2 separate regions of the Mus musculus genome follow, and region 2 is linked to region 1. A link is a contact called in public HiChIP or PLAC-seq data. All regions are on one chromosome and are shown on one strand. Each heading gives the region's core, a stretch centred on a gene start, on an enhancer-like site or on the middle of the called end of the contact. The rest is flanking DNA. Distances are from core to core; before and after follow the strand shown. Region 1 overlaps Ddr2 (discoidin domain receptor family, member 2). Region 2 has its middle 39 kb from the start of Uap1.

What was found. HiChIP or PLAC-seq counts read pairs in DNA pulled down with a chosen protein or histone mark.
Region 2: a CTCF HiChIP or PLAC-seq map of the NIH/3T3 cell line shows a contact between it and region 1, with 9 read pairs. The contact joins two enhancer-like sites. A contact is called at or near these places in 1 of 15 datasets of contacts at CTCF or cohesin (the NIH/3T3 cell line), 5 of 484 Hi-C or Micro-C datasets (3T3-L1-derived adipocytes, embryonic fibroblasts, tail fibroblasts and 1 more) and 1 of 9 other capture datasets (adipose tissue).

What each region holds. Positions count from the first base shown.
Region 1 is chr1:170,003,021-170,010,681 of GRCm38.p6, reverse strand. Ddr2 (discoidin domain receptor family, member 2) reads left to right here. Exons shown (of 17, transcript NM_022563.2): 3 at 3,818-3,920; 4 at 5,378-5,609; 5 at 5,880-6,027; 6 at 6,413-6,518. Among named protein-coding and RNA genes, the nearest start is that of 3110045C21Rik, 37 kb to the right of the region's middle. Within about 2 kb of position 3,886, at least 58 of the 459 cell types and tissues checked have an H3K27ac peak or open chromatin away from gene starts, as enhancers often do. A contact at or near this core is called in the NIH/3T3 cell line and adipose tissue, where this site is marked.
Region 2 is chr1:170,131,855-170,139,515 of GRCm38.p6, reverse strand. No RefSeq gene overlaps it. Among named protein-coding and RNA genes, the nearest start is that of Uap1, 39 kb to the left of the region's middle. Within about 2 kb of position 2,930, at least 104 of the 459 cell types and tissues checked have an H3K27ac peak or open chromatin away from gene starts, as enhancers often do. A contact at or near this core is called in the NIH/3T3 cell line and adipose tissue, where this site is marked.

The DNA.
Region 1 (7,661 bases), core at 2,637-5,136:
GATGACTGAAAAGTTGGTCATTCTTTATCTGGGGTTTTGCATCCCTTGGTTTCTTTGTGTAGTCAATCACAGTCTGAAAGTATTAGATGGACAAAGTCAGGACTAATTTATAAATCTTAAATGTAGTGATTGGGACTGAAAGAACTAAATCTTGAGCCCCCCCCCCACCCGTCACACCCAGTGCTTGTCATTCACTGCACTTTATCTCTGTATATAAGCACCGTTTTGCCTTCTGGAGGCAAGTGGGTGTGGTTCAATAAGATGGGAGAGAGGCTGGGGAGATGGCTCAGAGATTAGAAGACCTTGCTTTGCATCATGAAGGCCTGCATTCAGATCCCAGCACCCATAGAGCAAGCTGAGCATCCCACAGCTGCCTGTAACTCCAGCCCAGAGGCATTAAACACTCCTTTCAGGCCTCAGTGCATGCAAGTTCACACATCTGCATACATTTGTGTGTACACAGTCACGCACACATAAACAAAATAAACATTTAATAAACATGTGAGAGCTACATTCACATAACTTTTACTTGGGATATCATAATTGTTCCATTTTATTATTAAGCATTGTTTATCTCTCACTATGATTAGTTTCTAAGTTAAACTTTATTATCGGTATGCATGTGCAGGGAAAGACAAAAGAGCTTGTAGAGGGCTTTGCACTATCAGCTGTTTCAGCCAACCATCAGAAAATATCCCCTTCTAGTGAATAGAAATCTACAGTGACCCTTGTGGCTCAGCACCTACTCTGACATTGAACTGTGAGTTTACATCATGGAACAGAACAAGATTCTTGTCATCCCTTAGGTCGATAGTCACTGGAGGCTCTTCTAACCAAACACCCAAAACTCTTCCTCAGTCGATCTTTGTGACTAGTTATCCGGCAGTGCTAAGGTCTATGCTGTGGCTTCTCTTTGTCTCCTACACATAATGTACACCCACTGTTGAACTAAGTCACTGCCTGATGAAAGACAGTTGGGCAAGCTGCTGCCTCACAAATACTTGCTGAACCCCACAGATGACAACTCACTTGGGGGGTTCTGACCTAGAAAGCCTCTACTGCACTTGCCCTTCAAGATCTAACATGTGAAGTGAATTGTTTTCATTCTTCTGTCTGGACATTTCCACCTATCTACCTAGCTCTCCACCTTTTCCTACTTAGCTGTTTGTCCAGTGTATGTTGAACACCTAATCAGAGTTGTGAGTCAGCAAGGCTGAAAGCGGCCAGGAATCCAATATGATGACTATGCTCTGGAAGGTCAAGAGATACAAGTGTGCTAGAAAATTCACAGTGAAAATTATTTCTTAGAAGAACCTGTCACTTGCATCCTGACACCATATTTTAGTATTTTTGATACTTTGTCAGACTCTCTGAGACCATGATAGCAACTGTCAAATAGGAAAGCAACTGTATCTTTTTGATGTCTGAATACCTGTTGTCTACCATTTGTCTCTTGGACCATAATGGAGGTCTAGGAGAGAAATCATTTTATGACTTATTCACTACTGACTGATTGTATAAATGCAAGAACACTCACTAATGGGCACATTTGTTAATGCTATACGTGAATGGATAGATTGCAATAAAGTAAGCAATTCTCGGATTTATGGGGAATCCTTTTCTATTTGTTATCTGCGTGACTCAAGGTTTCCCTTGGATGAATTCCCAAGACTACATCTTTAAGTCTCTGGGAAGAACTCAGCAGTCCTCTGACACTGCATAGCAGAGTCCTATGTGGTCTTTCTCCGTCACTCCCTCTGCCTGCCTGTCAGGCACACTTCTGATCTCGTTTACTTCATTTTTCTATATCTGTTAAGTAGGGGAAAATTCTTGCACGGAGCCAATTACAACATGACAGAAAAAGGATTCCTAGAAATACAACCCTACCGAGATGCATTGTAGTGGCAGTGGCAGTGTCTTGGTTATTGTCCCACAGACCAGCAGGCCCCACGATGGGAAGTTATTTATGATACTATCATGACTCACCTTGTTGGCTGTTCCCAATGTCTGGCTTACCTCACGTGTCCCAGAGGACAGAGGTTCTCGTTACATTTACAGCCCCACATCTGGACACATGTGATGGATGGGACTGTGGATGTTCTATGCTGCAGCTGTCAGCAGGGCCCTTGAGCGTCATTCTCTGTCCAGGATGGATGGGATCTGGGAGCGGACCTCAGAGGCCAAACCCACAGCAGGATAACTGCATCTTCACCAACATGCAGCTTCTGGGTTTAGTTTTCAGATACGCTAGAGTTACAGTCGCAAAGATCTTCACATGTAGGCAGCAATCAGGCAAGAGTCTCAGGGCCAAAATGGAACAGGAAAAGCAAAGATGGGACTAACTCTTGCTCTCAGTGAGGTGTGCTTTTCATTGTCAGTTGTTCAGAGCACACTTCAGGTTCTTCAGGCTTTGGAGATGAGGGTCTCTCAGGCCTTCAGCCTCCTGCGGGAGCTGTAGTGGTGGCTTCTCTTTGCGTTCATTTGCTCACGACCTGGACTGAGCAGCCCCTAGTTCTCCTCTCTCTGCCTCCTGCAGATGGGCCCGGAGGTACCATTCAGTGTCAGTGTGTGTGTGTGCGTGTGTGCGTGTGTGTGTGTGTGTGTGTGTGTGTGTGTGTGTGTGTGTGTGTGTGTGTAACATGAGGGTCCAATTTCTCTCTTGGAAATATGGATATCCAATTTTTTTCAGCACCTTGATTGACAAGACTATGCTCCCCGCCCCCTGTGCATTTTTTGGTACCTATTTTGAAGATGGGTTGACCTTATATATGTGAGGTTATGTCTGGGCTCTCCATTCCATTGCATTGGTCACATTTTTAAGTATAGGACTACTTTAATTACTACAGCTTTGTGATATATTTTGATATCTAAACTCCTAATACCTCTAGGTCTGTTCTCCTTTTAAAAGAATACTCTAGGGTTTTTTATTTGTTTGTTTGTTATTTTGTGGTTTTATATTTCTGGAAAAATTTCTGGCTTTCCAGAAACATCCATTCTTTCTTTTCCTTCGTCGTAATGATTCCATTTCGTTTCATCTTCCTACTCATCTTTTATCTCGTAGACTATGGTGACTTCCGAGTGTTTATAGTTACTTGTTTTGTCTTTGTAACTCTGGAAGTCCACTCAATCTTGCCTGAGCTCTCACTCCTTTGCTGTAACTGGGCGCTGTCGGGGCGTTGCTGGCTCCTTTGTTTCCCATCTCTCCAAGATGGTGGTCCATTGTTGTCTGGTGCCCATTGTTTGAAAGCTGGATTATTTCCCATAGGGAATTTCATATGCTCTGTCTTATTCTCTTTGTTGAAAGTGAAGCCCATCCCTGAAACTACTGTTTCTAACAGGACCAGCATGCTCAGTACTAACACGGGACAGTGGATTGAGCTGTTTCACAGTCTCATACAATCTGCTCCTTAGTAAACCAGAGTGCTTCTACCCATCTAGGGCTACCTGATGGCTACAAGGATAATGCTACTTTTAGGAAATTGATTTAATATGTAAATCTGCTAGTAAGGAACTAAGGCTGGGACTATTGGGGTTATTACTCAATACAAGAAGAAATTTGCACATTAAATTATATTACATTAGTCAGAATTTGGGCCAAAATGTAAGTTTGGCTGTTGGTTAAATCTTGGAGGTATTTGGATATTAGGATTAGGAAAAAGCTCTGTAGCATCAGTGTGGCTGGACTTGGGTCATAGAGGGATCTAGGAAGATTTCAAGTCCCCTATTTCCTGTTCTGTTACCAGTTTCAACCTTCTTGGGGACTCTGGACTAAAACTGAAAGCACATTCTCTGTTTTCTCTCTGTTTCCTCGTTCCAGCCATATGCCGCTATCCTCTGGGCATGTCAGGAGGCCACATTCCAGATGAGGACATCACAGCCTCAAGTCAGTGGTCAGAATCCACGGCTGCCAAATATGGGAGGTGAGATAGCTTTGTCAAGAAGGCCTAAGTGCCAGGGGGAGGGGAGCAGGGGGAGGAGGGAATGGCTACACAGCCACAACTCAAGATGCTGGGGGAAGGGCTAGTGCTGGTGAGAGCTTGCAAGACTGGAAGCGAGATGTGAAGGGGTTTGTGCTGCTTGGAATGTTTCAGAGAGAGGCGAAGCCTTGGCTGCAGTCACTGGCCTGGAAACCTCTTCCCAACCACAGAGGCCTCAGAACCACACCACCCACTGTGAATGGGGTCATTGATAGGCAGTGGATTTGCTTTACCGGACCTCACTGTGGGCCGTTGTAGGAGAAAGGCCAAGGGCGCAGGTACAGAGAGGTGTAGATTATGTAGGACACTGGCAGTGAGTGATGCCTGCGTCTCAGGAGGTATCTGAAATGCCACTGGGCAGAGTGTCTATGGTCAAACCAGACACTGAGGTTTCCAGTAAGTTCTTCCTTCCCTCAAGGAAACCTCACACAGAAGGGCCATCCTCATCTATAAACAGAGCAAATTCTATGTGGAGTATGTAATTCCCAAGGTCCCTAAATGAACAGACTCCCAACTCAGAAGCTACGCTGATGATCGGACCCTTTTCTTCCTGCTAGAACCTAATTATTTGATGTAAATTTCGTATTGATTTTGTTAAAATGGAATCACACATGAGGCAATCGACCCCCATAACCTCCCTCATCATACCTGTCTTAGTGTTTGAGAGGAGAGAGTAGTGTGGAGTTATGGGGGGAATGAGAAATGAGTGGGTAAGCTCTGCGAGGAAAGGGAGTGTACTAGGGAAGAGGGAGAAAACTCAGAGGGTACTTCAAATAAACCTTAGAGTGATTTCTCAATGCCGTTCAGTGGCGGTCTAGCCTGGAGTAGTAAATGAACCCAGGTTATTGGTCATTCCCTCACAGGCTTTCCACCCTCACCTTCACCATGGCTCCCATGGCTTTTGCTGGGTTGCCATGCCCATTCTGCTGGCTAGCATTCCACCATACTGCATAGCCCACACTGAAGACCTACCTTTCCTCCCTACTCCTTCCTCCCTCCTATAACTTGATACCCAAACCAGGAGGAGCCTGCTCTGTGAGATTGTGGCTGAGGAATGGACGTGGGCAGGGTGAAAGAATTCCACAGAGGAGCATGGGTGGAAAGGGTTTCATTTCCCTAGAGTTCTCTAAATCAAGATTAAAAGGCTACATGTGCTTTGGAAGGCCCCAGCTCCATTGTGGTGACTCTCCCTGGGCTGTGTGGTGCTTCAGAGACAGGAAACGAACCACAAATGGAAATGGTTAGGACAGACAGACACCATGGGGAGGTCCCCCAAGTCCCTCTGGACTAGATGCTGGGTTTTCACTCTCTCCTCAGGCGCAGGGCAGCTGCCTACTGTGAGCTGGTGAGTGTCTCTTGTTTCACAGTTGCTCCCTCTCTTCCCTACCCTTCTTCTCAAGGCTGGACTCTGAAGAAGGAGATGGAGCCTGGTGTCCTGAGATTCCAGTGCAACCCGATGACCTGAAGGAATTTCTGCAGATTGACTTGCGAACCCTACACTTTATCACTCTTGTGGGGACCCAGGGGCGCCATGCAGGGGGTCATGGCATTGAATTTGCACCCATGTACAAGATCAACTACAGTCGGGATGGCAGTCGCTGGATCTCCTGGCGTAACCGGCATGGGAAGCAGGTAAGAAGAAAATGGCCACGCTTTGGGGGAATATAGGACTCAATAGTTGTCAATAGTTCAAACTGTGTATGTTCAAGCCCGATATGACATTGTAAATGTGGCATGGTGTCAGTTCAGAGTTGACACAGAGGATCTGTTAGCTCTGCTGAGAGAGTTGAGTGACTATATTCTGCTCATGAACAAGGAGCAAAGTGTCCATCAAATGCATGATTCATGAAGAAAGGTGAACATGATTTTAAAGGTCTCTGCTCCTTCTCATATCTCTCCTAGGTGCTTGATGGAAACAGTAACCCTTATGATGTATTCCTGAAGGACTTGGAGCCACCCATCGTCGCCAGATTTGTTCGCCTTATCCCAGTCACTGACCACTCCATGAACGTGTGCATGAGGGTTGAGCTTTATGGTTGTGTCTGGCTAGGTAAATCTCGACCACAGAGACCTTCTGAACCATAGAGAAACTTCCAAGCCCCAAGAACTAAAAACCACCAACTCAGAAAGGGATGAAATCACTCCCCTTTGGAATGAGATTATTTCCTTTTGGTTAAAAGAGAAGAATGAGCCACACCCATCTACCCAGGGCTTGGTGCCCTGTGGTGGAAATGACATATTCAGAGTTACTCAGGTAACTGCTGTTGTGGTGAGCTTCCCAACAGTGCTCAACTGTTAACCCGGATTGAAACCCAGTGGACATGATGGACAAGCTCATACTTCCTTGGAAGCTTAAGTAGCTCCCTAGGCTAATTGGTTAGGCAGCAGGTGCATCTCCTTATCACAAACGCTGACCACTGTGTTTCCTTTGGCAGATGGCTTGGTATCCTACAATGCTCCAGCTGGACAGCAGTTTGTACTCCCTGGAGGCTCCATCATTTATCTGAATGATTCTGTCTATGATGGAGCTGTTGGGTACAGGTAAATACTAGGAGATTTAAATAACCACCAGAATAGAGGAAATGGCCATAACAAATATTCCATCAATAATCAAAGAGTCAGTCAATCCACCAGTATTCTGCACATGTGTGATACACGGAAATAACTTAGATGTAGTTATTTCTACATCTACATATATAAACTGCATGGTGTTTATCTCCATTTTGAAGTTGACTTTTGGAAAACAAAATAGTAATACCGTAGACAGGAGAAAAATTACACAAAGGAATAGCTAAACTTTGTGATATTTTTATAAGTGTGGGAGTTATATATCCTGAAATGAGGATGTATATTCCAATCTAAAGGCTAACTTGGCTATAGATACAAAGTAAGAAATAAGATTGGTCAGGTCACAAAGTTAAGAAACAATGAACTCCATAAATATAGTACTTTAGAAGCTGTGAAAAGAAGGAGCTATTAAGGCTTGCAATAGATAAGAGAAGCTCTTAGGATTAGATGTTAATGAAAGCAGGAAACAGTAGGTAGAGGAGTGGAGAGGAAGAAATGGAGGAACATTGGTCTAATTATGGCAGAAACGGGTGAGAGCAGCAGAGAGGCCTGAAGTGGACAGATGAAGAGCTGTGGTAGAAAAACATCACCAGACACATTGGGGTACAGAGCTGGGAAAGACATGTGCCTATCCATTCAATCATTACATTCTTCTTCTGGTCCATTGCTAATCCTTGTCTTTCTTAGTTCAGTGTTTATCTGTAAGAATATTGTGAAATATCGATCCAACAATAAAGTTTCTAGGGGCCAAAAAAGAAACATATTAGTGAGTCTCAGGAAGCAGATTGTAGAATGACAGACAGCCTTTCTACTGGCTCAAGGGTGGAGAGTGAACTATCTCCTTCATCAGCCAGCCCCTGGGTGAAGTCTCAATTCATCCAGTCTTCTAGCCTTACTTATTTCCTTTCCATCTGCTTAGTCAGTCACTTCTCTCCACTCTCTTACATCATCTTCACATGTTTGACTCAGTCACACCCTAGCTAGCCTAGACCTAAAGCACACAGGAAATGAGATACCAATTGGATCTTTGCTAGTCAGTTGTTATGTGTGTAGAAGTTGGCTAGGTGTTGTGGGTAATTAAGAAAAATGAAGCCATGGGTCTCATGCTTAAGGCAT
Region 2 (7,661 bases), core at 1,681-4,180, 130 kb before region 1:
CGTTAAACAGGAGCAAACAGTGATCCCGTTGACTGGAGTTTGGCAGCAAGAGTGCTCGAGAACTCTATTGTGTTAGGGTTCTCCAGGGAAATGGCTCCTAAGGAGGTTGACAGGCAGATAGAGTTATATAGACATTTCTCTGGACAGATTGGCTCATAAGGTTGTAGAAGCTAAGTTCTGTGACCTCATGATTATAAGCTTGAAGTCTGAAAAAGTCAGTGGTATAATTCTAGTCCATTGTCAAGGTAGAGAACTAATAGTGTACATCCCAGCCATCCAGAAGATGCCAGGGTCATAAAACAAAGAAGATGGTTGTCCCAGCTCAAACAGCACATGCATACTTCTCCCACCTTTTTTGCCTCCACAGGCCCTCAGTAGTAGTTCCCACATGAATAAGGCTGATCTTTACAGTACACTGATTTAGGGTTTCATATGCTGATGTCTTCCATCCCCCTCCCCCTTCCTCCCCAAGCATCCTTAGAGACCCCCTGGGAAAGAATGGTATCCCAGCTCTCTGGTATTTTCTTAGCCTAAGGAAACTGACACAAAATTAACATCTCATCACTGTGGGAATATAGATGCTTAATAGACTGCCTTTAGATCACTAAGTTCTAACAAAATAAATGTATGCCACCCACTAAAATAGTCATGAACATAAAAAAGTTCATAACGCAGAAGTGAGTGGGAGGGGAGGCTAGTGCCTGTGCCAGCCTGCCCGAGTCTCCAGCATGTACTCTCACTACTAGGCTAAATTTATGTTGAGAACTTTTTCTTTATTAGATATTTTCTTTATTTACATTTCAAATGTTATCCTCTTTCCTAGTTTCCTCTCCAAAAATCCCCTATACTCTTCCCCCTCCCTCTGCTCCCCAACCAACCCACTCCTGCTTCCTGGCCCTGGCATTCCCCTATATTGGAGCATAGAACCTTTACAAGACCAAGGGCCTCTCCTCCCATTGATGACTGACTAGGCCATCCTCTGCTACATATACAGCTAGAGACAAGAGCTCTGGGGGATACTAATTCATATTGTTGTTCCACCTATAGAGTTGCAGACCCCATCAGCTCCTTGGCTTCTTTCTCTAGCTTCTCCATTGGGGGCCCTGTGTTCCATCCAATAGATGACTGTGAGCATCCACTTCTGTATTTGCCAGGCACTGGCAGAGCCTCTCAGGAGGCTTTTTCATTTGAGAAGAGAACTGCGGAGAAATCTTCACCTTGTAACAATGACGTTATTCCAAATAGGCAGTGATTAAGAACTGGCAGAAATGAATTCATAGTAGGAAAATAGAATAACAAAGTCCTATAGGAGGGATGGCAACCGAGCAAGGAGCACAGGCATTTGCCAGGGTTTTCAAATACTCTGAACTTGGGCAGTGGTCATGGAGCCATTTAAAGGAAAAAAAAAATCCTAAAACTGAACAGTTAAGATTTGTTATTTTTCGAAGTTCTGCCTCAAGAAGAACATTTTATACCTCATGCAGTTTTGTTTCAAGATATAATTCATTGGTCAAAGATGGGGCTTAAGTAACTTAAAATTTCATTACTAGGATATGGAAGAGTAGGGATTAAAATCCAAGTCTTCTGGCTCTACAGTCTTGTCACATGGTCCAATCCAAACAGCATTCTGAAAATGTTGAGCACAAGCTAAAGTGTTGGAGAGAGGAACAGACAGAAACAGTTGTGTTTTTACAAGGTTTAAGTTCTTTGTGCTGAAGAGGAAATGGAAAGGCTAAGAATCAATTGTTTTTTGTGACTGTCACCATCAATAGTTCAAGGAAGAGGCAAGTTGGCAAACTTTGGCCTCATAGCACAAGAAGAGAGAGGACCAGATGACTGAAGGCAGAGCCATACTTGGGCTACTGTGAAGTAATGAGGATCTTGACAAGGTTATGCAACATCAGCCGAAGACCAATCAATTGTTCCTGGGCCTGGGTGACATTTTCTTGTTATCTGGAAGGTAGGTGTGTGTGTATGTGAGTGTGCATGTGTGTATGTGTGTGCATATGTGTGTGAGTATGTATGTGTGAGTATGTGTGGCAGCAGGGCACTTCTGGGAATACTTAACATTTGAGAGAACAGGACTATATTTAGGCAAATCTAATTGTTTCAAGGGAAAGATTCCTACATTCTTTGAACATGTTTATCTGCTCATAAAAGACATCCTGAAGAGGCGAGCATTTGGCAGCCTGAATCTGGCACAAGTCAGAATGTCATAGTAGAAGAGGGCCTGAGAGCACAAGATCCCATCCAACCCTATTCATTGAGCAATTGGGAAATGCAATAGAAATCTTGATAACTCACATATAGGAGATGGAAAGTCAAACCCTAGAAGAGAAGACACTTGAGAACCCATTCTCACAGATAAGCATATTCAAGTGGAGATGCTCAGAGTACTATTACAATCAGCATTATTGGTCAAAAGCTATCGGGAGAGGGATCGTTACTTGACTGTTTAGTTCTTAAGTATGAACTTAGGTGACAACATCATGTCACAAAAAGATTGGACACATCTGTGGATAGGGACTCCCCCCACCTCCCATAGCCTTCTGAAATCCTCTACAATGTAGTTGCCATTGTCCTTTCCCTCAGGACTTAACCTAGCTCTAATATGCCAAGCTGTTAGGAGGCCTAGTATAAAGAAAACTCGAGGTTAGGATTTTGAGGGTATCAGACCCAGGATGGTGTGCACAACTGTAATTGCAGCCCCTGACAAATGGAGGCAGAAGGAGCTTAAATTCATAGTGAGTTTGGAGTGAGCCTGAAATACATGAAACGCTGCCATGAAGAGACATAAAATATGAGGGTAATAGTCGAAGCCCTGAAGCAGAATATTTTTGGCAGACTTGGTTCCTCACGTCTTCTGACTGTACTATAGACTACTTCCTGTGAGTCAGCTGTCCCCGAGGCCTCGTCTTGGCAGGCCACAGTTCTTTGTGGCTTTTGTGGAAGGGTTATGTCTGAGCAGCAGAGGGCAGTATGAACAAAGGCTGGGATGAAGTAGCAACTCAGCCTTGGTTCAGGAGCTCTGGCTTTGCAGCAATGAATGTCATTATGCATCCTCCCAGAGCTTCCTTCCTAGCCCAACCATCTTGCCCCTGACGCTACAGGTGTGTCTTTCTGTTATTCTTCCCACTTGCAGCAGACCAGAGTACTTAGTTTGAATGATTCATTTTACATATAAGTAACTGAGTTCCAAAAGAAGCCACTCCCTTAAGGATGTGCATCTAGGTAGTAACAGTTCAGACTACATGCTAGATCTGAGCTGGGGTCAGGATTTAGGCGCCAACTGCTTACTAAGATTAATTCAAGCCTAAGTGTGGTTTAAATGGCAGAGATGATAGGTGAAGATGAAGGACGAGACAGAGCTTATGACAGACAGAAATAGCAATAGCAAGGATTCTACAAATTGGTGAGGTTTCTTTTTCAATATATCTTTTCTATATTCCATTTCAACAAAAACCCTTTTCAAAAGAGGGTGCAGGGGGGTGGTGTAGCTCAGTGGTAGAGTGCCTGGACTGCATAGCCCTAGGTTTGAAGACCGACACCCCCCCCAAAAAAAAGAATTAGTAAATTCATTAAAAGTTAATTATAACTTATCATTTAATTGAATGGATCATTTTCTTGCATCTAGACAATTAAATCATGATATAAGAAATTCCAATTTTTTGCCTCAACCAAGTTCAACTTTTCCAAAGTCCGGTTCTCCAGAAATAACTGACCACTTTCCTGTGTGTCTTACACATCTTTCCAACCATCCTCCTCTTTGGAGCCCTGAGCCTCATCCCCGCAAGCTAGGATAGGTGGCATCCTGGTCCTAACCCTACCCAGGGAATTGTTCTCTGCTTAGCAGGGGTATTTCTCTGAGCCAGCTCTCGGGCTTAAAAGGCTTAATATATATGGACTTGTGGTGGATAGTCGCCATTGTCAATGTGATTGGATTTTGGAGTTACCTAGGAGACACACCTTGACCAAGAGAGGACATTTCCAGAGAAGTTTAAAAAAACAAAGACAAACAAACAAACAAACAAAACCATAAACAAAATATCCACCCTGAATCTGGGCAGCACCATACCACCTTTATTTACTTCCTCTGACTCCCTGTGGGTGGCCACTTGGTATGTTCCATTTCCAACTTTATGACCTTTTCATTCATATATATACATATGTATATATGTATGTGTGTGTATACATATACATATATATATATATATATATATACATACACATACATATACACATACATACACCATTGAGTATAATTATTATTGTCCATATGTACCCAGGTATGAGGCTATCCACTGGAGCAACTTACCAGCGGCCATATAAACAAAGGAAAACCACTCTCCCTCTGCCAGCAGCCAGCAGTAGCCAATGGCTTCTCAGCTAGGGGCGGGGGGCCTTGTTTTCCCCATCCCTGGTGGAGTTTTGACTGCCTTGAGCCTGTGCAGACAAACATAGCTAATGGAGTTCACGTGTGCAACTGCTACGTCATGTCCGGAAGACATCTCAAAGCACTCCTGTCCACTCTTACATCCCTTCCACCTTTTCTTCCGCAGTGTTCCCCGAGCCTTGGGCGCATAGGTGATATGGACGTCTCATTGAGAGCCAAGCACTAGCAGTCCTCTATTCTTAGCCCGTCGACTAGTTTTAAGTGTCTGCGTTTATGGCTGCCAGCTACCACAACAAAAATCAAAACCTTCTCTGACCAAGACTGAGAGTAGCCCAGGTCTGTGGGTATGAAAGCGAGTATTTAGGTCATGTAGTCTCCCCATATCTAGGGCATATTGTCTTCACAGCTATGAGTTTTTGACCAGGATACAGTACTGGGGATGAATCCTTTTTTCTTGTGGATCAGAAAGGGATTGGTGACTCTGTAACTGTCAAACTACAATTGCATCCGTGTACACATCTCACCTAAGCAGGCCGGTATTGTAGCCTGCACGGTCCTGTGCTGAGGAAGACCACGGATGTCTTTCTCCCTCTGCTGTCTGCCTAGCCCCTCCTGGCACTCGGAAAGCCAGCAGGGGAAAAGGTTTCCTGGTCAATCTCACTTTGACTCCTTTGTGTCCTGCAACCAAACTGTGTGGTTTCTTCAGTTACAGTGTCTAGATTTATGCCCTGCACCTCTTCAGATAGGTTCTGGGGATCGAATTCGAGTCTTCACACTTTGTACAAACACTTTACCAACCAAGTTTTCTCATCTATGGAATTTTAATTTTGGTTATTTATAGTACCGTTCATCTCTAAGATTTTGCTTAGTTCTTTAAAATTAGCAATTTCTTATTTATAAGACATCGTTCTCAGGCTTGCTCTTAACTATTTGCACTGAGTTTTTTTTTTATTTCTTAGAAAAGATTTATGATGTCTGCTTTAAAGCCTTTTACTAGTAAGCCTGCATTAGGGTTTCCCCAGGATCTATTTTTATCAACTACTTTTTTTCCCTCTTACATAGACTAATTTTCTTGGTCTTGTGTAAGTCATTTAAAAACTACTAGATAATTAAAATAGCACAGCATAGTGACTCTGAAAATCACATTTCTTTTTTCCTCATTGTTACTGACTTAATAGTCTTCATGTTTTGCATGGGTGAACACTAATGTTTCCGTTAGTTGTACTTAGTGGCCAGCTATAAGAGAAACTTTTTTAGATATTTTAAACCAAATGTTGTTTTTCTGCTTTCTGCTGACAGATTCTATGTGAGTGCCAGGGTACATTCTCAACACACTAGTCAGTTTCCTTCCTTCCTTCCTTCCTTCCTTCCTTCCTTCCTTCCTTCCTTCCTTCCTTCCTTCCTTCCTTCCTTCCTCCCTCCCTCCCTTCTTCTCTCTCTCTCTCTCTCTCTTTCTGTCTGTCTGTCTTTCTTTCTTTCTTTCTTTCTTTCTTTCTTTCTTTCTTTCTTTCTTTCTTTCTTTCTTTCTTTCTTTCTCTCTCTTTCAGATGTATTTATTTATTTAATTTATGTGAGTACACTGTAGCTGTCTTCAAACACACCAGAAGAGGGCTTCAGATCTTATTACAGATGGTTGTGAGCCATCATGTGGTTGCTGAGAATTGAACTCAGGACCTCAGGACCTCTGGAGGAACAGTCAGTGCTCTTAACCACTGAGCCATCTCTCCAGCCTCTAGTCAGCTTCTTTTTTTCTCAATTTTTGTTTGCCCAGTATCTTATTGTTAGCCAGAGTTGAGAAAATATACCTTTCTTAGCCACTTATAGGCATACTTATGGGCTTAGTTTGAGTCTTTTAGATCCCTAAGAATGTACTGGGGAACTTTGCAAAGTTCATGTAGGAAATCTAATTTTCTCTTTAAATCATCTTGGCCAGCTCCTTGCTTGCTTTGGTGTGCCATAGGCCACTGCCGTGTTACACCGTTGCCACTGCATACTTTTGATAAACAACCTAAAGATACTGTTTCCTACTGGGTGAAACCTGAGTCAGGTCAAATAAAAGACAACTCTAGAATATAGAGTTTCCAGACGGCTGGCAGATGGGGAAGAAAGATAGAGAGGATGGAAGGTGGTACCTTTTGAAAACCTTCCAAACCTTCTGCTGTCTCTAGAGGTGAATAGGTAGCTATTTTTCACAGATACCATTTTGAGGCTGCTAGTTTGAATCTTTTATTTTAGAGGTTTGGGAACTTGAGGTGTTATGCATACTAAGTAAATGGTGTACCTATTCTCAGACCGTGTGTGTGTGTGTGTGTGTGTGTGTGTGTGCATGCAGATGTATGTTGAGACCGGGGACTAGTCAGTTAGCTACTCTGGCTGGCCAGCAAGTGCCAGGATCCTCTAGATTATAGGAGCAGGTGCATGCTGCCATTCTCAACTTTTATATGGATGCTGGAGATTTGAATTCAGGTCCTCCTTCTTTCACGGCAAGCACTTTTCCAACTAAGCCATCTCTTCACCAATAGTCACCTCATCTTCCAACTTCTTTTTTGATACAGAGTCTCATTTAGCCCAGGCTGACCTCAAGCTTGCTATTTAGCCTTGAACTTCTGATCGTCCTGCCTCATCTTCTTGCAAGCTGAGATTATAATCATGTGTTTCTCTGTCTGGTTTATAAGGCCACTGCTCAGCTGAGCATCAGAGGGCAAAACCGGGCGTGTTAGAACCCACAATGTTTATTTTCTTTACCTCATGTTAGAGGCTCCTCCTTAATGTCCCTTCAGTTGTTACAAGTGTCTGAAAGGGTTGATTTTACTGATTTCTTCCATGCAGATTTTTAGAAGCCTTTTCCTTTGCCAGGCTGCACATACTTCACACTTGCTGGCTTTTCTGTTGTGGTCTCAGGTGACGGGGGACACAAACTCATGGATGTTGGCTATTTTGAAAGTGGTTACATTTTCATCTTAAAAATTTCACATCTTTTAATGTAAAATGCTATCTACAATACATAGAACACAGGAAAGTTATTTTATAGACATTTTCCAAGGCTTGCAAGCGTGTGTCTTAGCTACAACAGAACACACATCCTATGGCTGATCCAGTGACTTTTATACCAGTGGCTTAAACAACTTAAACAATACTAACATCGTTTTCCCTTGACGATTCCCTCAGAGACACACATAGGGTAGAATCACACAAGCCTTTTGTATTTATCGGTGGGTAAATTCAGGCATCGAATTTCATAGTTTAGACCCAAACCATATAACCTATG